4 separate regions of the Mus musculus genome follow, and all the other regions are linked to region 4. Evidence: chromatin contacts called from public Hi-C and promoter capture Hi-C data. All regions are on one chromosome and are shown on one strand. The core of a region is the stretch at or near the end of the contact, and the rest is flanking DNA. Distances in the headings are between cores, read along the strand shown. Region 1 overlaps Scara5 (scavenger receptor class A, member 5). Region 2 holds the start of Pbk (PDZ binding kinase). Region 3 overlaps Scara5 (scavenger receptor class A, member 5). Region 4 holds the start of Clu (clusterin).

Region 1 (5,090 bases), core at 856-3,355, 230 kb after region 4:
GCTGGCCCTGCACCACTCAGCTCAGGGTTTTGAGGTTCTCTGGTGCTGCGAACTCACACTTCCTACTCCGTGGATCCCACAGTGGGACTGCCAAGGAACCAGGGAATGACTAAGAAAGCCCCAGTCGTAGTAGGCACTGTGTCCATCAGAATTTCCACAGTTTTCTGAAAGATGAGCCATGGGCCTCTCCTCAGAGCCTGGGTCTCAGGGATATAAGTAACACCTCGGGGTCAGGGGACATATGACTAGGCATGGCCAGACGCAATTTAGGAAGCTGAGGCTGTGGGAAGATAACCAACCCCACTGCCAACCAGAGTCAGACCTCAGTTCTGAACTGAGGCAAAGGTTCAGTCAGCCTGGGTCTTCCGTCAGCGTCTAGAGCCATGAGGAAAGAGGAACTCACTAGGAACTCTGGGGAGCCCAACCATACCACCCAAGACTCCACTGCTCCAAGATTGTAGCTTGACTTCCCACTCCAGATTAAGGAAGCCAGGGACCCAGCGCTCAGCTCTGGGCCTCTAACAGTGGGGAAGGTGAATGGTAGACTTCCAGTACCATGGTTCTAGAGTTCCTGTGCCCCTTTGATGCTTTTCTTCACAGCGCGAGAGGCTTACAGTCTGCCAAGCCCCCTCACCTGCCCGTTCCATGGCACAAGGAGACCAATTCTGGGGTCTCCGAAAGGTAGCTAAAAGTTTTGTACAAGCTTAGGATTTGTGTATGAGCTCTGGGCTCCAGTCTGAATATAGTCTCCTTATGACAGTAAAGAAACCTTCCTTCCCCTGGGAGACAAATCCAGAGCTGATGCCAGTCCCTGGCTGGGTCATCCATAGGCTATAAGGTCAAGTGGATGGGCTCTCTTCCCCAGCCTCTGACTGGGGAGCCTCACACCAGCCAGCTTTGGCTTCCACCTCCTCAGTCTCAGAGCGTAACCAGCGCTGTCCAGGTAGACAATGACCATATTCACTCTGCTGGCTGTGACCTCCTGTTTGGGTTCTCAAGTCAGCTAAGAAAACAGTTGGCAGACGGTCTCCAGTGAGACCCCTCTGGTATGTGGGCAGCGTTTCGGATCTCATTCTCAAAGGTCATCTTTCCACATAGCTCCTCTCTTCCTGCCCAACCCTCCACACGTTGTTTATGTCTCAGAACTAAATGCCACAGTCCAGTCCTTCTCAGCCACCTCGGCAACATTCTGTCAGAAGACGCAAAAATGCTTGATTCTAAGCCCAGGAGTAGGCAGCACCCCAAAGACCACATTCACCACCCTTTGCGGGAGCCCCTCAATAAGCAGTTTAGATTGTACTTCCCCAGCTCTGTACCCAGGCCACATGCCCTGAAGTCATGCCCTGAGCACAGGTGCCCAGAGACATGCTAATCCACCCATGCTCTCTTGAATATACACTCAGAGCCAATGTCGCCGAATGCCGAATGCCGGGTGTTCTATTCTTGTTTGGAACTTGGCTAAGAGGTTCTGTGTGTTCTTCGTAACAGTCTTTCTGGGAGTCTACACAAGGCACGCTGGGGGAAGATACACCTCAGAAAAATGTGGTTCAGCTGGATCAGCCAGTTCTCTTACAATGGCTACAGGAAGGATTTCAGCAGAGGGGCCCAACTGTGTGGTTGCCAGGGAATGTCTTAAGCCTCATGGCCTCAGAAGTAGCAAAGGAGAAGACAAAAGAGGGGGTCCTCTGAGTTTCTCTGAGCATTGCACGAGCCATTTCTACAAAGTCTGGAGCCGAGTTTTAGCCATCATCTCCTCCAGTGATTTTTAGAAAGTATGTCTGAGTTGGTGTAGGGTATGAAATATTAATGGCTAACACTTCATGAGCTCTGACTCAGGTGTCCAGACTCTGTTATAGTCTTACCATAGCCCTAAGAGGTCAGGATTCCTATTCTCTCCACTTTACAAAGATTGTATATAAGGAATTAGTGGTGCTACAGGGTGCTGTGGGGAGGAAACCTCTAGATCCATCTATACAACCCCAGGCCTACACCCCTAGGGGTTGATGATACATATTGCTGGGCCAGTGAAGGCTAAAAGGGGGGAGGGGGAACTCTTTGATGCTCAAGTCCCAGAGTGTGGTTTCAGCACCTGACCTTTGACCACAGGCTTCACCTGTGCCCCAGAGTACGGACCCAGCAGAATTTCCTTACCAGCTCTCTCTCCTCTCTCTCCTTTCTCTCCTTTTGGGCCTCGATCACCTGGAACGGAAGGAAAATACGTGTTAGGAATGGAAACAACACACTACAAATAAGATTTTTTTATCTATGGACTTGCTAACTCAAGGCCAGCGAATCCCTCAGGCAGGGGCCAGCAGCCACCAGAGGTCGCTGTGGAGAAGATAATTATAGTGTCTGCTCTGGTCATAAGGGAAAAGAAGGGTCCCATGAGAAAGCACTTTAGAGCCCCATCTACCATATAGCATCAAGGAATGCCAGGCAGGAAGCGAAGTTAGTCAGTGTTGGAGAAATTCGCACTCCAGCTCATTGGAGAGGAAGGGGTTGAGCTCCAGCCGTCCATGGAGTCAGGTTCTAAGTCAGGCTGGTGTTTCTGGTAGGGCAGTTTCCAAGGACTTGTGGAACTTCCTGTCCAGGGTTGAGTTAAAAGGTCAAGCCTCTCTTAGCTTCCATTTCACTCTACAAAGAAGGAGAACGTCCTGGCCCTACTCACTCAGTGGACAACAGAAAGGCGGGGGTGGGGGGGTGGGGGGGTGGGGGTGGGGATTCTACTTTAAAGGTTTCCCAACATAATCTCTGCAAGTCCAAAGCCCACTGCACACTGTGGTGAAGAAAGCAGTCAGAATTGTCCGGGAGAGAGTATTTACTGTGATCCCAGGTTTGAAAAGAAGGAAAGCAATCACATACATGGTTGAACGTGTTTAGAGAAGTATCCACCAGTGTGTGCTCCAAAGATTTCACCGTGGTTATTCTGAAGAGTCGGAGCCAAAGGGGCCAAAGAAGAAAGGACTTCCTGTCTACTTTACCCTCTGTGTATGTCTGTGCTGTCTAGTCATTTATCAACAAGCATTGGCTCTTTTTATATGGTCTTTTAAAAATATCACATATTTTCAATTAGGATCATAAAGGAAAGACCTCAGTCCACCTGAACACTAGAGAGTAGAATATGATTTCCAAAGACAGAAGACCGCTCAGTCACAGGGTGTATGTGTGTTGGGGCAGGGGTGATGGTGAGCAGTACTTTTTCTGAGTTGTCATGGTAATGAGTGAAATGTAGGCAGTCAGTGCAAAGAGCATCAGGTATCCTTATCTTGTATGTATGTATGTATGTATGTATGTATGTATGTATGTATGTATATATGTATGTATATATGTATGTATCTATCTGTCTATCTATCTATCTATCTATCTATCTATCTATCTGAGACATGGTCCTCCATGTAGTTCTGGGTATCCTGAAGTTCACTGTGTAGACCAGGGTGGCCTTGGAATCACAGAGATCTACCTGCCTCTATTTCCTGCTAGGATTAATGGTGTATAGCATACCTGGCCAATCTGACAATCCAGACTGACCATGAAGAAGTAGATTCCCATGAGGATGAGCAAGGGAACTACCCACGGGAAGAAGGAAAAATATCAGAAGAAGCACGGTTGGCAAATTAAACCGGAGAAAGGAAATAAAGTTGTAAGCACGGGGACTGGAGGGCATGTAGAAGGAGAGGAGGCTGGTAAGACTGAGGACAAGTGATAAAGTGCTTGCAGCCTGGCTCTGTTCTCAGAGACCCCTCACTAGGTTCCCTGCTTTTATCTCTGCAACCTGTATACATATACCCATGCACCCACACATGCATGTGTGCACAGGCACACACACACACACACACACACACACACACACACACACACACACAGCACTCTCCTAGATGGCTCCTATGCTACTCAAGGACTGAAGGAATGTGAGCCCTAGGGTGTGTCAAGATTCAGTATTACCTTTGAATCCGCGCATGCCCATGGGGCCCGTAGCCCCTAGCTTCCCATCATCACCCTTGGGACCAGGCAGTCCTGGGTCACCTCTCTCTCCTGGCAGACCTGGGGAGAGAAGACACAAGGGTGCAGCTGCAGACTCAGGTCCATTAGATGCCCTTATCTAGTTTAATAATTAATATGAACTTGGTCTTCCATAGCCTCTGCTTTCCCTTGCTTAGCATCCTACAGGGCAGCTCAGAGCCTCCCCATACACACCTATATCACCTTTCCCTGAACCCTTACTCTTGAAAGGCCTAGTGTTGTTGTGGTAGTGGTAGGGCCAGTCCCATTCAGATACCTGCAAGCATGCTGGATTTCTAAATTCTGTTTACTCTTTGTGTGCAGGCATAAAGAATCTCATGTAATCCTTATGACATGCATGGGGGGGGGTGTTATTTATACCCAAACTTCAGATAAAGAAACTAAGGCTCCTGGATGCTTGCCCCAGGGCACACAGCAAAGGGCTTTGGAGGCAGGATCTGAGTCCCCTTCTTTCTTACAGAAAGTTCATGATTGGTTAACATCATGTCCTGCTTTAGGCTAAGGTTCTCACTGGTCATTAGGGAGGAGAATGCTGTGGGGATGGCATTAGTGAGTGGGAAGAGTCTGAGGTGACGCCTTAGCCTATTTAAAGGAAGAGGGGGAAAAAACACAAATGAAAAAAACAAAACACTCCCTTTCTTTCCACAAACAAAGTGTCAAAAGCACAAGAATGTCCACAAAACCAATCAATCGGTACATAGGCGGCCATCCCATTAGGCGCTTTGCTCCAGCTTCTTGGCTATCAGACACCGTGGCCACAGCCTGCACTGGATGTACCACGGAGAGCCAGAATCAACAAACACTTTTATGGAGTGAGAGCCCAAGGCCCAAGGGTCCTGACCCAAAACTAGTCATCGCTGTAGAACACAGTTTTCTTAATCAAGTTCCTAATTGTTCTTTCCTGCTTGGAGAGCAAGCTGGTTTTCATTGGGCCTCTTTTTCCACAGCACAAGAAACCTATCTCCCAGTTATTACCCCAGGGCTAATAGCAAATGACTAGGGGAGGCAGTGGCCTCCCAAGGGTGTGAGGACGTCAAAGAAATTGATGGAATGCCTTTCTTTTTCTTCTT
Region 2 (5,227 bases), core at 2,177-4,676, 160 kb after region 4:
TGTTTCTAGTAGAAACAGCAACAAGAGAAGGTCTTTTGCAATCTTACCAGATTTCCTTTTTTCAGATTTGTTTGGCGTCTTGAAATTATTAATTCCTTCCATTGTAGCAATCACGTTAGGTCCTATAATGAAAACAAGCAAAGTTATATTGCAACTATCTAAAATACTCTCATTTGTGAGGAGAATCCCATAACATCATTTTATCACAGAAATATACAATTTGAGACCTAAAAATGACCTCAGCAAATAGTCCAATTTTATTTATAAAAGTAAAATTGAAGCCCAGAGATACAATGACTTTACTCACGGTCATACTATCATTGAGTAGGAGTTGTGGTTTTAACTATACAATATATAGCGGTCAGAGGCATAGCTCAGACACTTAGTAAAGGTACTTGCTGCCAAGCCTGTCAACTTGACTTCAATTCTTGGATCTCATTTAGTAGAAAGAGAGAACCAACTCACACAAGTTGTCTTCTGACCACCAAACACACTATGTGGCATACATCTACCCACACACATATACAATACATATAGAAACAACTATAATTTTAAAAACTTTTAAATATGTAACTTCAATAAAAAAAACTACCCGAAGCGAATGGGGCTGGGCTGGGGTGGGGTGGGGTGGGGTGGGGTGAAGATATCTTGTCACATCTTTAAAAAAAAAAATACTACCTAGTTCTAAAAGGTTAGCAGAAACTAGGAATGTAGCTCATGGGTAGAGTCAGCCTGGCATGCACAAAGCCATGACCTGAGTTCAATCCCCAGTGACAAAACCAAAAGGTAAATACTATGTCTCCCTCTCATACTTCCCACCAGTTACAAACGTCTCATCATCCTTTAAGACAGCCCTATATGCACACCTGTAATACCAGCACTCGGGAGGCTAAGACCGACCTGGGCAACAGGGAGACCTTGCTACAAACAAAACAAAAACAGAAACCCATGCATATAAGCAGCGTTATTCTAATAGTCCAGACAGACAACAGAAGTACCCACTAGATGCTGAATGCAGAGCAAAAAGTAACAAGCTTGCTACTGTACAACACAAATGAGCCAGGAAAACATGCCAGGTGAAAGAAACCAGACAGAGAAAGCCACACACAGATTCCATTGATGGCGCATGTCTAGAGCTGTCCAGAAACGGCCATTATTTCCTGATGGCTTAACTGTGGCGACAAACAAATGAAAAAACGAAAGAGGGTTCTGGAGATTGGGAGCTCATTTTTGGACGCTTTATTAGACATCTTGGTGGAAAGGTCGAACAGGCAGGCAAATACAGATCTGGAACAGAGCTGAAGACATGACCCTGTGGGCTTATCTACAGCAGTGGGATTAAAGCTGGGCTGCTAGATGAGAAAGGGTCTCGTGCAAAATCCTTGGCAAAGAGCAGCCTGGAGACTGTCCTTGCCACCACAGCTTGAGGACTGGATACAAAGGGCACAGTGTGTTTTTCAAAGATTAAAATACCTAGGTTTAGCCGGGCAGTGGTGGAGCACGCCTTTAATCCTAGGACTTGGGAGGCAGAGGCAGGTGGATTTCTGAGTTCGAGGCCAGCCTGGTCTACAAAGTGAGTTCCAGGACAGCCAGGGCTACACAGAGAAACCCTGTCTCAAAAAAACAAAAAACAAAACAACAACAACAACAAAAAAATACCTAGGCTTAAACATTTCAGCATTCCCTCATATTCTGGACACTCAAAAATGCCTCTCTTCCACTTACCCTGTTTGTACCAAAATATCCTACGTCCCGCCCAGCTCAGTTGTCTAATGGGACTTTTCTTTCCTGGCTGAGATAGAGCCTTAGTCTATACTGTCGTAGATCTGCATATACATTCCATAGGCATTAATTGTTAAATAACTATACTTTCTTTAACCCATATCACCTTTAGGCTTGGGGTTCAAAGGGCACATCTGACAGAGCTGGGGCATCTATTGATGGGCTTTCTAAGCCCCATTTATGTGGGTCTCCCCATTACTTAGACTACCCTGAACTGGCTGTGTACACCAAGCTGACATCCAACACGACATACTCCTGCTTCAATCCCCAAGCACTGAGGTCACATGCTTGGTTACCATGAGAACTGCTTATTTAAGATTTGACTTTTCCCAGGGGCGTGGTGGCGCACACCGTTAATCCCAGTACTCCAGTCAGAGGCAGGTGAATTTCTAAGTTCAAGGCCAGCCTGGTCTACAGAGTGAGTTCCAGGGCAGCCTGGGCTACACAGAGAAACCCTATCTCGAAAAAACAAAACAAAACAAAAAAAAGATTTGACTTTTCATTATACACCTTCCATCACCTATGTGTGTGTGGCAGGGGTGGGTGGTCTATGCACAACAGTACAGGAGCCTGAAGTGAAGGATGGCCTCCTCTGGAATGACATGTAGTTGTTTGTGAGCCACTCCACATGGGTGCTGGCAACCAGCTCAGGGCCTTTGCAAAAGCCCTGCAGGCTCTAACCAATGAATCAAGACTCCAGCGTCCCCCACCCATAACTTTATAATATTAGCACTGCTTGGCTTTTCAAAAGTATCTTTTTATTAGCATATGCTAACTCTACATGATTTCGAGTTTCACTATGAATTTTCATATAAGCATGTAAACATATTTTTTTTAATACCAGTAATCCCATGTATAAAACTCTACCCACAGCCATATTCCCTGTCCTTTCTTTGGTCTCCATTCCCTAGTTACTGGGACCCCAGGCACTCACTACTGCTTCCAGGTTTTGGGGTCCTGAAGATGGATCCCAGGGCTGCATGCATGCTGGGCACAGACTGTACCCAATGAGTCACTGCCCTACCACAGGCCACTTTTCTACTGTGGCCTCACCTTAAAAGCAGAGAAATCCTCCCCCCACCCCCACCCCCCTCCTCCTTCATGGGGAAGGGAGTGACTTTCTCCCTGAACCCCCAAACTTTCCGCGATAAAGGAGCTCAGGGTCAGGGGCTTGGAGGTGTGCGATGGCTCCAAGGGGTTCCCCTATTCTCCATCCACTATCTCCCTGGGTCCTCCCCTAGCCGCTGTGTACCCTCAGTTTGCTGTTCTTCCCCGCAGATCTCCTCCAGGTCCTCCAGTGGAGGCAGCCTCCCTCTCGTCCCCGTCCCTCCCGTCCGCGACCCTCCCCTCAGGTCCTCGATGCTCCACCCCTGACCCCCAGTCTGCCAACCACCTTCGAGTCGGCCAGGCTTTCCCTTACCACGCTCGCACGCTCGGGTAAAAAGGTGAAAGTGACGGGCTGGCTCAAAGCTGTCTGGACACCTAGTCCGGAAAGTGCAGGCTCAGCTCCCTCCCGCCAACAGCGTAACCGCCGCAGCGTTTAGGGCGCGCGCATTTTCAAAGGCCGCGGCCCGCCGAGGGGCACTGGAGTTCTAACTAAAAGCAGTCAGAAGACTCGCTCCAGAAAATGCAGGAACAGCTCCCTCCCGCCAACACTCGCAGTAACCGCCGCGGTGTGTAAGAAGCACGCTTTTTCAAAGGTCCCGCCAGAAGACTACGGGGCGGCACTAGGGTCAAAACTCACGCGTTCGCACAGTCCTCCCAGGTTTACTGGAGTTTCCAGGTTTGATTTAGTCCTAAAAGAAGAAATCTTCCAGAGCGATGGCTAGAAAGACATAGCAAGTGTCAGACAGATGCTGGCGGAAAAACAAAATATATATCTGTTTTGAAGGCAAATTACCCAAATTACAAACACTGCTCAGAATATGCAACTAGGAAGTTTTATTGCAGATATATGTGTCCTTAAAACACTAATTAGAAATGTGTAGATTTTCATTATTTGAGGCTGAGAATAAATATAGAATATTTTGAAATTTTGCTAACTTAAAAAATTATTGCTGTGTTAGTGTGTTTGTGTGTGTGTGTGTTTCTGCTACCCACATGGGAAGATCAGAGGACAACTGCAGAAACTGGCTCCCTCCTTCCCTCCTTAGATTCCTGAGATCTAAATCAGAAGGCCAGGCTCTGGCAGCAAGCTCTTATCCTCATTGAGCCATCTCACTGGCCCAGTTTTGTTAATTCTTGGAATTACCACAGTCTACTTAACAAATATTTTCAGAGCACCTACTGGGTGTCAGGTATCTGCACTTGAGTGCCCACTGCATAACATAATCTACTGTGTTCTCTACAAGAAAAATGAATTAAGTTTAGGAGAACAGGAAGACATTCCCATACCTACTATGTGGCTCAGAGACCATGTGATACCTTAAAAAAGAAAACATACAATGTAATACAAGAAGCACCAAGAGGCCTCCTCAACAGGAACGCTCTGTGCCGCATTGTGACCTCTTCAAACGGTTAAAGAAATTCAACCAGTCTGAGGCCAGATAGATAGGGACATCTTCTTTATGAAGACAGAAGTACACACAGTGGCATGACACGTATGTATTCATGTGTTTATATACATTAACACACTCATTTGTCTACTGACATTATCTTGTAAGACCCCCGAAGCTGGGCCTCCGCTCAAGTCCCGGGATGAGCTGGCCAGCACCCCAGTGGCCCGAGAGAAAACCACACCTGATGCAAACTGCAAGAGGTTTTATTATCAGCTAGCTGAGGACAAAGTCCCTCTGCCATGTAGGGCAGGGGAGTTCGACCCTGAGTGGTGACAGTAGGGGGCTAGCTGAGGAATTGGGAGGAGTTGGGAAGAGTTGGGAGGAGTTGGGAGGAGAGTTGGCTACAGCTCCTTTTCTTTCTGGCGGGGGGGGGGGGGGGGGGGGGGGGGGGGGGGGGTGATGAGCTGCAGCCTCCTCTCCAGCGTCGTCTATCTCCATGTCCTTGTAGGTCTTCCTACAATTATCGCATCTCTGGCTGTAAGGCTCAAAAACAAAAAAGGCGTTTTGCTGGCTATAGAGAACAAAGAGCTTCTTTCTGGCTGCATTTTTAGAGATCAGGGAAAACAAGTTTGGGGAACGTCCAGGGGCCTTACCTTCCAGGTAGAAACGCTCTAAGTCGGGGTCTCACAATCTCATTGGCACTAATACCTATTTTATTTCTATGATTCAGTTTCTCAAATGTTTTCACTTACAAGTTCTCTCCTCTTTCTTTCTTTCTCTCTCCCTCTTTCTTCCTTCCTTCCTTCCTTTCTTTCTTTCTTTCTTTCTTTCTCTCTCTCTCCCTCCCTCCCTTCTTTTCTTTCTTCCTTCCTTCCTTTCTTTCTTTCTTTCTTTCTTTCTTTCTTTCTTTCTTTCTTTCTCTCTTTCTTTTTTAGTATGTAGCCCTG
Region 3 (5,378 bases), core at 610-3,109, 250 kb after region 4:
GGCAAACTGAGGGTAAGTCACTCACAAGGTCACAGGGCCACGAGGCAGTGGGGAACTGACTTTGGGCTCTCTCTGGAAGTGTGGCTGCAGAGTCCCCCATATGAACAGCTTTGCTCTCTGATGAAAGGACTGAATGCTGAGAGCACTCAGTGCTGAATAAGTTAGGACGACTGTGAGCTCCCCAGCTTAAACCCAGGCTGGAGCCAGGGGACTTGGTAGAAACCACACAGATATGTAAGTTCAGGTCCCATTGCTGGGTCCTCTTTGATGAATTAGTACCTATGTCTTGACAATCTCTAGTCAGTGTGGGAGTGAATGCTTGCCTCAAGCTGCAGTAAAATCAGCTTCCTAAAGAAGCCTGCTTTTCAGAAACGTTCATTGCGCCACCTGGCCCTCCGTCCACAGTCAGTCCCGAGTCAGCTCCCTGGCCACAGCTGTCCTGTTCATGAATAAACCATCATCTTCAGGCTCAGGCAGGGTGCTCCAGATGTGACCTGACCGGCGAGTTATTTCCTCAGCATAGCAAGAGTGCACTGGTAACAGTGAAGCATGTGTGTGCATTTGCATCATGAGTGTATGTGTGTCGCAAGAAGGCTCTCCAAGCCACTGGATGTTTAGTGACATGAATGTTGGGAATTGTTAATCCCTTTCTCTCTCTCTCTCTCTCTCTCTCTCTCTCTCTCTCTCTCTCTCTCTCTCCCCTTCTCTTTCTCTTTGTAAGAGGATATGCTCATCTGTGCGTGTGTATGTACGTGTACATGTGTATGTACGTGTATGTGCACACTCATGTGTGTGTGTATGTGTGTGCATACATGCACCCACACACACATGTAGGCCAGAGCTCAGCCTCAAGTGTTGCTCCTCGAACGCCATCCAACTTGTTGTTTTGTTTGTTTTGTTTTGTTTTGCTTTTCAAGACAGAGTTTCTCTGTGTACCCCTGGCTGTCCTGGAACTCACTCTGTAGACCAAGCTGGCCTCGAACTCAGAAATCCGCCTGCCTCTGCCTCTCAAGTGCTGGGATTAAAGGCGTGCGCCGCCACCACCACCCAGCCCAACTTGTTTTTTGAGACAGTCTCTCTCTGGTCTTGCCAGTGTGGTTAGGTTGGCTGATCAGTGAGCTCCAGGAATCCTTCTACCTCTACTTTCTCAGCACGGGGATTATAAATATGCACCAACATGCCCCCATTTTTATGCAGTCGTTAGGGGTTAAACTCAGGTCTTCATGTCTGCAGGCCAAGTACTTTGCCAAGACAGCCACTGCTCCGGCCCCGCATCCTATGCATTTGTGAGGGACTACACATCTATTAGGCTTCATTTTTAACCCACCTTCCCTTCAGACGTGCGAGGATACATTTATACTGTTCATACTCTTCTTTATCTGAGCTGGGATGCCAAGAGATTGTCTGACGCATAAAACAACGAGGCACTCGGGTCATTTGCCCCTTCCTCATGCTCTCCTCTGAATCTGCTGCCAGGGTAGTCAGTCACATGCCAAATCCAAGCAGGAGGAAAGGAAGGGAAAGAGTAGTTATCACTATCTACTGTCTGGCCAACAGTCCTGGCTTTTAGAAGTTGCTCTCTGGCCCTTCCCAGCAAGCTTGGGAAGTAGGGATGGCCACATCCACTTCTAGGTGAAGCAGCTCTGACAGGTGGTAAGGTGTGTGGGCAGGCTTAGCTGCTGGGCAGAGAAGGCCCTGGAACCACAGCTGTCACCCACTGAACAAAGCTGCATGGAGCATCCTCTCCCACTGGAGGAATGCACTTGCCAAGTGTCCTTCAGTCCCAGACAGTGTCACTGTTCACTGCTGGGAAAATCTAAACACAGGCCTCCCAGTCACTAAGCTCAAGGCCACCCTGTTAGTAGGAGTGAGTTGTAAGCCTAAACTCCTACCAAGGTCCCAACGGCTAACTCTGCTATCTTCAGGCTAGTGACGCAGAAGGCAGGCAGGGATCAGAACTCACAGAACATTATATTCAGAGCAGGGTGTGGGAGAGGATAGGGCTGAAAGATAATGGCAAAACCAGCACATTCGCAGAAGCATCAGGAATGAAGGGCATGCTTTTCAGACAGGCCATGGCACGGGACTGTTACTTGAGGTCACAGTGAGTGATGTGAATGAAAAATTTCATTTTAAATCAGAGATCGGAGCCAGGGTAGCTGGGTCGGGCACTTGCTGTGCAAGCACGAGAGCTTGTGCAATGCCTGTGTAAAAAGTCTGAGCATGGTAGCATGGATCTGCAGGCCCGGCCCTGGTGAGGTGGAGACAGGGGAATCCCGGGGCTCACTGCCGACCCAGCCTATTCAGCCAATTCTATGCCAGTGTGAGAGACCTTGCCTCCAAAAGCAAGGCGGAGAACACCCGAGGAATTGACCTCATGGCTGACCACTGGTTTCTACATGCATTCTCACACATGTGCACGCATGCCCACACACTCCCACACACGTACACAAGAGCAGAGCCTAATATCCTTCCAGCACTTGTGATGGGGAGACTATCACAGAGCTTCGATGTGGATTGTATTGCCAGCCTTGCTAGTGTCTCCTGGTATCCTTCCTTCGTGTTCCACCAGAGCTAACACACAGGACCCACGCTTTGCATTTAGGCCTGCCAAGACTTCTTTCTGCAAGTGGACATCAATTTATCTCTCAGCTTGTGTTTTCCCAGTGAAGGACCATGGGATGAACGAATCTGGTCTGTTGCCTTGCTGATGTGTCGCATCTTCCCCTCAGCACCAGGATGCAGTCTTACCCTCTGACCTCCACCTATCACGTCCTCTTTGTCCATGGCAGGAACAATCAGGGTGGGCTCCAGCACCTGTGCTGGGTCCAGAAAGGAGTCCAGGTGATTAGGAAGGCTCCCACTGCCCAGTGTGTCCCCATGCCCAAGGTCACACAGCAGTGAACAGCAAATATAAAATCCTGGCAGCTCCCTCCACCCCACCCCGTTCGCAGGACAAAGGGCCTTCATTTTTGCTTGTATTTGGCCTTCAGATGCTGTGGGCGGGACCCAAACTCAGCACTGTTGCTCTGGAGATAGCAAGTCTGATTAAGCTGGTCCTGGGAATGAGGGGGCATGATGGAAGTCAGTTTCACTGCCAAGGAGAAGACAACAGCCTGGAAAGTGTACACTGGAGGTTGGAAGTCTGGGTTCATGATGCTCCCAAAGCTAGGTTTCTCCTAAGGCCTTCCATGGGGCAGGACACTCACATTCCTGTATTCCTGGTGTCTCCTTCTAAAACCATGGGACCATGTCCCACCCGTATGACCTCCTTAAGTCCCCCCCCCCCCCCCAGTCCACAGCTGAGTTCTAGAGTATCCCCAGTGACCTGGAGACACACAGACGCATGGGGTCTGTGCTTCTGTTCTCCTCTCTGTAGTCAGAGAGTGTTCTTCCTATCAGCAGATGGAACTCACACTCCCAAGATGGTAGACAGTGAGAAAGTGAGATTAGGGCAGATTCCTAACAGTGTGGACACACTCTCTAGTCTAGCTTGTATTAGTATAATGCATGGGAAGTAATTCAGTGCTCTCTCCTCTCTCCTCTCTCTCTCTCTCTCTCTCTCTCTCTCTCTCTCTCTCCCCCCCATACCCCATGTGTGTGTGTGTGTGTGTGTGTGTGTGTGTGTGTGTGCGCGCGTGTGCGTGTGTGCACACGTGCCTGTGCATACATAAACAAGCAGGTACAAATATCTATGGAGGCCAGAAGAAGATGCTGGGTTCCTTGGAGCTGCAGTTAGGGTAGGGAAGGAGGGAAGGAGAAGAGAAGAGCTAGGAGTCTAGCATGGACTCTAATGTGTTCTTTTGATGCTGAGGGAGCCTGGAGGCCAGCGTGAGCCTAGCATGCCAATAAGCACCATAGGTGATAAAGGAAATGGCTTCTTTGGGTAGAGAAGAACTGACTTCCCAAATTCCCGAGGAATTCTGGCTTTTGTTTAACCACCAGACTTTCGGACACAGAGTTTCCTTTGGACCTGGCAATTGTGAGCTGCCCAGTTTGGGTGCTAGGAACCAAGTTAGGATCCTCTAAGAGCAGTGTGTGCTCTTAACTGCTGAACCATCTCTCCAGCCTCTTGGCTGGGTTTATTTTTTCACAGTAAAAAAAAAAAAAATGTCTACACCATTTGACCTACTAATCCAACTTCTGGGAACTTACTGTTAGGAAAAAAAATTTCAAAAGATGGGGAAAGGTTTCTATGTTTATTTACCAAGTTTGAACAGGAGATTCACCAGGAAGAGACTGGGTCAGTTACAATGTGTCCCAGTGCTGTTGCAAAATATGTCTTTGTTCTTCATCCCCCACCCCACATTTCCTGGCACAGGACTGCTAACTACCTCAGAATCTGTACTATAATATCGGAAATGTCTCCTGGTATGCTAATGGAAGAGATGATGGTTGCCAGTCCCCAAGGACTTCAGGAATGGTATCTGGACACTAGGAAAACCAAGAGACAGTTGGGGACAGTTGGGATTTTTCAGTCCTAACACCATCACCACCCCCTCCCCTGCTACCAACCTTCAGAAAGGGAGGAGGAGCTAAAGACTGAGTGCCTACCACTGGCCAATGATGTAGTCAACCATGGCTACATAAGGAACCTTCCAAATCCTGGAAGACTGGGATAGCTAGAGGATGGCAGGCAAACCAAGGAACTGGGGTGTTCGTTCCTAGCACCCACACTGGGCAGCTCACAACTGTCAGGTTCAAAGAAAACTGCCTGCCGTGTCCCATGCACATCTTAGGATGCCCTTTATGATAAATCCTTAAGCCTAAGTGCTTCCCTGAATTCTCTAGCAAATGCACCAAACCCAATAGCAGGCTTCTGGAAATGCCGATGTGTAGCTCACCAAGCAGAAACACAGGTCCAACAAACCTGAGCCTGCAGCTGGCAGTGGAGGTGACTGAGTCCTGGAGACAGGGCCCTCAGCCTGCGGGGACTGACGCTACCTTTGAGTAGATAGTCAGACGTAAGTTAGAAGACACACAATTGACATCTTGGCAGAACCTCTTGCTTGCTTGGTGTACGAGGAGAAAGACTCACTCTCTGGCGCCATGTGCCGTTTTCTCCTCTGACTTTTGACTGAGAACCCAGAGAGGAGAGTTTGCTTTTTGTCTCGGGATCCCCCTTGTGGGAGTCTTTTTAGTCGTTAAAATTATAAATGACCAGGAGAACGGTAAAGTTCTCATGAAATCATTATACAAATAATATTAGGTGGAATGGCTTCCCAGAAGTGACTTTGCCCAGCCTAGATGTACAAATGGGTGGATCTGAAGCAAAGCAACTGATTTGATGGAGGGTGTGGGCTTAGGGAGGTTTCTTTTTTCTCTTAATTTGGATTTGTGGTCAAATTAGTTGGGCAATGATCAAGGACCCACAGAGG
Region 4 (5,243 bases), core at 507-3,006:
TGGGAGGCGAAGCAGTATCAAGATGAGCTACAGGGAGCAGGGAGCTTGGGGCTTGCCAAAGGAGACCTGGGGTCTGGAGAGCCACCAAGTTCCCAAATAAGAAAGGGAGGGTTGCTTGCTCTTCAGCCTGGGCCCTTCTAGAGAATGCCAACGCCCAGACACCTGCCAGGCTCCCCAAGACACACTGCAAGCCAGTAGCCAACCCCCACCCCCACTCTCCACCCCCCAGGAAGAATGCAGCCCTCTGAAACCTCATTTTAATATTCTTTCCTTGACAATAAAAAGTCCTAAATCTCTCGGCCTTGGTTTCTTTATCTGTAAAATGGACCTGATACAGACCTCAAAGAAGCGATCCTCTATTCAGTAAAGCTAAGAACAGACTCCCTCTAGGTCTGCTGGTAATATGGACTCCGGGTCAGAATCTGCTAGTCTCCCAAGTTTCCCGGCGCTGTGGTGTTGTTGTTCCAAGGACAACGCTGCTCAGTTCAGCCCGCTGCCTTCCCTCTACACTGACTTACTTCCTGTCTTCTTTTGGAGGCTGGCCTACTGCCTGGCTGCCAACTACCCTGGGTGCATCAGCCCCACCAGGGCCAAGGACCTCCTTATCTAGTAGGAAAACATAGCCTCTCCCATTGTGGCGTATTTTCTCCATTTTTTTCCAATGCATTTTTATAAACCATCCCTTCATAGGTCCTGTTTTTAAATATTTTTAAAAGTCACACATTTGCTGCTGCCTAATATTCCATTGATTGACTACCATTTGCAGTTTGTTTTACTATTCTCACAGGGTCGGGCACTAAATTGTATGATCCTGTTAAGAGAACTTGTATAGACTCTTGAATTCCTAACTTCTTCCTTTAAAAACAGCACCAGCACCATTTTTAAAACTGGGCCCAGAAATTCTGGAAAAGCCAAAGGGCTTCAGTTTCTTATTCATATAACGTTTGGAGGCTGAGCCTCTAATGGTCTCCAGGCCTCAGATTACCATCTATAAAGTGATCCGGTGGGATCAGACGTCTCGGCCTGGTGGAGCATTTCTCTAAAGAACTGGATGAATGCAGTCAGCTCAGCAAAACGGGTCTGGATGTCTGCAGCACGTCTTTAAATACACAACATCTTATTTATTATGCGCTGTCCCAGGAACTGAAAGGGAGGTCCAAATGCAATGACTCATGCCCAAAAGACAACAGCCACTACAGAGATCCGCACCTAGTCGCGGCGCTGAGCCACTCGCACCCCTGCGCCTCCCGCATCGTACGGCAGGCTTCAAGCCTCAGTTTCCCCATTTTTGCAAAAGGAAGATCTTTGTATGTGGCCTATTGAACAGCTGTGAAATTGTGATCCGGATTAAAGAACACGGAGACTCCCGTGTCTGAGCCAGCGTGCACCCCCTACCCAACCCCATGCTCGGCTGTCTGGTGATGGGGCTCTAGTCACCTCCCACTTCCCCACGGCTGCGCCAGCTTTCCACCTAGCTGCTACCCTTGCCCTCCCATCCCTGCCGGTGTGGCTTCAGCGGCGCTGGGGTAGGAAAGGTGCAGCTGTCTCACCGGTCTGCGGCTTGGCTCCAGTGCGCTCCTCCTGGTGACGCGGGTGGTGAGCACCGGGGAAGCGCCCTATTTATAGCGCTCTGCTCAAGTACACCCCCTTTGGGGCTGGCTGCAAACCTGCGTGACTCACGCCCAGAGAATGCCGGAGAATGCACCAGGAGCTTTCTGGAAGCCTAGAGGTGGGGGTAAGAGGCGCAGCACCCAGCGGGGGGCACCAGGGGGCGCATGGGCATCACAAATGACCGCATTGGTTGCTGTAGGGCCCCTAAATTGGTGGCTCTAATCCCTGAGAGCTACCAAAAACCTCTCAATCAGGCCCCAACAGAAGAGTCTTAGAGGACAAGGAATCCACACACTACACTGGCCTGCTTCCAGCCCAGAACTGGCACAGGATTCCACCGCCCGACGCCCACCTTATTGCATGTTCATCTTCCACATCCTTCCACATCGTTCACTCCTTTTCTTTGCTCCCATTTTAATGGGAGAGTAACAGAAACATAGAAGATGGCGTAGGCATTGTGCTAGGGAAGAGTATACACGAAGTACTTGGCTCCCTAAACGCTGCACTGGGCTGCTTGCTGGTCCCTTGGCAGACAGATGGAGGAAACAGAAGCGGGTTAAGAATGAGACAATGATACATCAGTAATCCCGAAGGCCTCTGCTGTCCCTGAATTCGTAAAGCCTAAGCATGGCTCCCACGCACTTGGGACCCAGTCAAGCAGGGTGGGCTTCACTGCCTCTGGACCTAGGACCCTCACACCTGTTTTCAAGTATACTACCCCATTTTCTTAGGTGATAGAGCCAATGGTAAGGTGTCTATGTTTCTGTAAATAACTGCTCACCGCATGCTCCTGTGGGCAACACTAATGAAATTTATGAGAGGAAGAGAGAGAGAAGAGATAATGGGAGGAAGAAGAGGACAAAGAGGACACGAAAGAGAAATGAAGGAGGGGAATATATATATATGACTATGCCATTCTTAAACTCATTATGTATAATTAATATATACTAATTCAATTTTTTAAACAAAAACTACTTTGTCCCAGACTTGGAACTCACACTGGTTTCTGAACAAGGAGCCTATGGTGGAAGTTCTCCGTGGAGCCCTGCTGCTGAGTAGCTGGGTCTGTGACCAGAGGTGCTGAGAGGCACCCTAGCTGCTTTTTGCTGAGAACAGGGACACCTGTTATGGGCATCTCTGGGAAGAAGGGACAACCTAGAAGCCCCCACCATGCTACTTCTCGGGGGAGAAGCTGAGCTTCCCACTCTGAACCCTGGAACATCCGTGTATCAAATCCCAGCACTCGGGAGGCAGAGGCAGGCGGATTTCTGAGTTCGAGGCCAGCCTGGTCTACAAAGTTAAGTTCCAGGACAGCCAGAGCTACACAGAGAAGCCCTGTCTCGAAAAACCGAGAGAGAGAGAGAGAGAGAGAGAGAGAGAGAGAGAGAGAGAGAGAGAGAGAGCCTGGCATCCCCCTCAAGCTGTCGAGGAACCAATGTAGGTAACACAGTTTGGGTGGCAGGCCTTGAAAACTATGTAAAAGAAACAGACTTGAAGGAGAAATGTGTGGTCGAGGTCTGTTTCCCGTTCAGATCTTTAAAGGAGCAGCCATAGGGCCAGATTTCCATTTGCTCAAGGCCCAGAGACTATGGTGATTTGGTACTTTCCCAAAAGGCAGCCTACAGGAAATGTCTAGGAATGGTCAGAACTGGGCTAAGGCTGGCTACAGTCCCAGCTGTTCCCTGAGGCACCCAGTGCCTTTAGACAAACCACTCTGCCCTTGGGCCTTAGTTTCTTCCGTCTGGGAAAGATGAATCTGAAATGAGTCCTCACTAAGGCTTTCTTTAGCCTAACCTGATTCAATGCCAAGTCTGGGAAGATAACTAACCAGAAAAACAGAGTCAACAGAAACTTGGAGGAATGTTCCCCCCACCCCACCCCCAAATCTTCTTTTTGTTTTCTTTATAAAGAAAAATAAAAAGAAAGAATTATCAGTAATAGCTACATTTTCTATGGACACCGATGTCCTTGTAATGTTTTTCTGATAGCAGTTCCCTCCCTGTTGCCTGTCATGGGCACAGGGTACAATAGCAAAGTCTCTAAAAGTTCTCCTTTGGAGATTAGGCAGGAAGATGTGCCTTAGTCAGCAGAAGTAGGGGATCCGGGGAGAGGGAGATAAGGAGTCCCCTGCCACAGTTACAAGTGTCCACTTTTCTCCTGTTCCCAAGCACACGAGGTTTGGGAACTCAGCCTTGAGCAAACGGACACAAATCTTGAATGCACCTCTTGATTCACGTGTGTGCCCGTGGGCATGTGTGTGCACTTGCATACATGTGCACGTGTGAGACCACAGGACAACCTCAGGTGTTCCTCCAAAGGTGCCTTCCAACTGTTCGTACCTTAGGCAGGCTCTCTCACTGGCATGGAACTCACCAGCTGTACAACAATCCATAAGATCCTGTGCCTGCCTTCCCAGCTCTGGGGTTATAACTATAGGCCACGTTTTAGACGGGTACCAGGGATCCAACTCAGATCCTGAGCTTCTGCCTTACCCACCACCTCATCTCCCACCCTGAGTTTCCAGTATAAGACCTGGTTGACCCTCTTCCTACTTGTATATCAGCAACTCCTCAACCCCCAGGAGTTCTCCTACTTCTATTTGGATGTTCCCAACCTGAGAACTGGGTATTTTCCTTGCAAGCAATTAATTCTTTAGGAAAGCCATCTTTGCCGGAGCTCCCTGGTTCCTGTAAAGGGCTGGCCCTGAGCCCAATTCTGTCCTCAGAAACACACACACACACACACACACACACACACACACACACACACTTATATCTCCCAAATCTGCTCCCCCTGAAGGCCTGGAACCAGAAGCTCATTGCTTGTCTTCATCTGCAGACTCCTCCAGGCTTTGGCCTTCTGACCTTGATGCTCTTGAAACCCCCCAAACCCAGCTCTGCGTTTGTCAATGCCAGGAGTGACCTGGCCATGTAGAGCAGAGTAGGAGCACCCACTTCCTTATCCTGCATACTCCACATTGGCCTTGAGCTGGGAGCTGAGTCACGGGACACGTGCAGCTGTGACAGCTTCAGCCTGGTTTCTTTGCTCTGTGGTCTTGGGGAAGAGTGTTGGGGTAAGTGCAGAGCTTCGTGGGGATCTAATTTTTTCCCCCTTTAAGCTTTGCTCAGCATCTCTGGCTGCCCAAATGTCTTTGCATCTGAGTGTCTACTTGGTGTCCTTTCCTGTACACCTCCACAGCCCTGCCATTAGCCGGCTCAGTGAGCTCAGCACGCAGCCAGGCAGCTTCAGCTACCAACACAGCAATGCAGACATGGACACAAGCAGAATCCCGTGACCCTCACTAAGAACCAGTCTTTAGGCAGTGATTATTTAAGGGCACATTGAATCAATCACATAAAGAAATCACGGATAATAAAATCATAAATAATTGACTCTGCCAAAGGTAGAGGAAGACCCCTTAGGCTCTTTTCTTGGGCATCTGTGAGCTCTAGAAACAATTCATCGGTTGGTCCTTCTCATCTGGGACTTCCCAGGAGAAAGGTTAGTGGCTACTCAAGCCTGAATGACTTATCACATGCCTGGGAAAAGATGATGGTCCTTAAACCATCTTTAGCTTTCCTCATGCTGTGGACAGGCTATGCTTTCTGGATTTCACTTTGAAACTTCTCAGT

Evidence for each region. Promoter capture Hi-C pulls out the DNA fragments that hold promoters and counts their contacts. Hi-C and Micro-C count contacts between places; a contact is called where the count stands out from the background. Capture Hi-C pulls out chosen DNA fragments and counts their contacts.
Region 1: a promoter capture Hi-C map of liver shows a contact between it and region 4, with 2.7 times the contacts expected there. The contact joins the enhancer-like site here to the promoter of Clu in region 4. A contact is called at or near these places in 9 of 39 promoter capture datasets (the 3T3-L1 cell line, 3T3-L1-derived adipocytes, HPC-7-derived erythroid cells and 6 more), 6 of 484 Hi-C or Micro-C datasets (the MC3T3-E1 cell line, the N1E-115 cell line, Sertoli cells and 3 more) and 4 of 9 other capture datasets (adipose tissue, embryonic trunk, liver and 1 more).
Region 2: a promoter capture Hi-C map of liver shows a contact between it and region 4. The contact joins the promoter of Pbk here to the promoter of Clu in region 4. A contact is called at or near these places in 9 of 39 promoter capture datasets (the 3T3-L1 cell line, the HPC-7 cell line, cranial neural crest and 6 more), 1 of 15 datasets of contacts at CTCF or cohesin (embryonic stem cells), 7 of 484 Hi-C or Micro-C datasets (Sertoli cells, embryonic stem cells and nephron progenitors), 3 of 115 datasets of contacts at active chromatin or transcription factors (extraembryonic endoderm stem cells, fetal liver and stem cell-derived neural progenitor cells) and 3 of 9 other capture datasets (adipose tissue, liver and pancreatic islet).
Region 3: a contact with region 4 is called in a Hi-C map of Sertoli cells, with 5 times the contacts expected there. The contact joins the enhancer-like site here to the promoter of Clu in region 4. A contact is called at or near these places in 8 of 39 promoter capture datasets (HPC-7-derived erythroid cells, embryonic stem cells, hippocampal neurons and 3 more), 4 of 484 Hi-C or Micro-C datasets (the MC3T3-E1 cell line, Sertoli cells, epidermal suprabasal cells and 1 more) and 2 of 9 other capture datasets (adipose tissue and pancreatic islet).

Annotation. Positions count from the first base shown.
Region 1 is chr14:65,739,241-65,744,330 of GRCm38.p6, reverse strand. It overlaps Scara5 (scavenger receptor class A, member 5), which reads right to left. Exons shown (of 9, transcript NM_028903.2): 6 at 3,943-4,041; 7 at 2,152-2,199. Among named protein-coding and RNA genes, the nearest start is that of Pbk, 64 kb to the left of the region's middle. Within about 2 kb of position 2,105, at least 39 of the 459 cell types and tissues checked have an H3K27ac peak or open chromatin away from gene starts, as enhancers often do. A contact at or near this core is called in embryonic stem cells, liver and stem cell-derived epiblast-like cells, where this site is marked.
Region 2 is chr14:65,804,110-65,809,336 of GRCm38.p6, reverse strand. Pbk (PDZ binding kinase) reads right to left here and starts at 3,426. Exons shown (of 8, transcript NM_023209.2): 1 at 3,203-3,426; 2 at 48-122. The coding sequence starts at 102.
Region 3 is chr14:65,719,417-65,724,794 of GRCm38.p6, reverse strand. All of the region lies in intron 3 of Scara5 (scavenger receptor class A, member 5), which reads right to left. Among named protein-coding and RNA genes, the nearest start is that of Scara5, 56 kb to the right of the region's middle. Within about 2 kb of position 1,859, at least 11 of the 459 cell types and tissues checked have an H3K27ac peak or open chromatin away from gene starts, as enhancers often do. A contact at or near this core is called in Sertoli cells, where this site is marked.
Region 4 is chr14:65,964,996-65,970,238 of GRCm38.p6, reverse strand. Clu (clusterin) reads right to left here and starts at 1,756. Exons shown (of 9, transcript NM_013492.3): 1 at 1,551-1,756.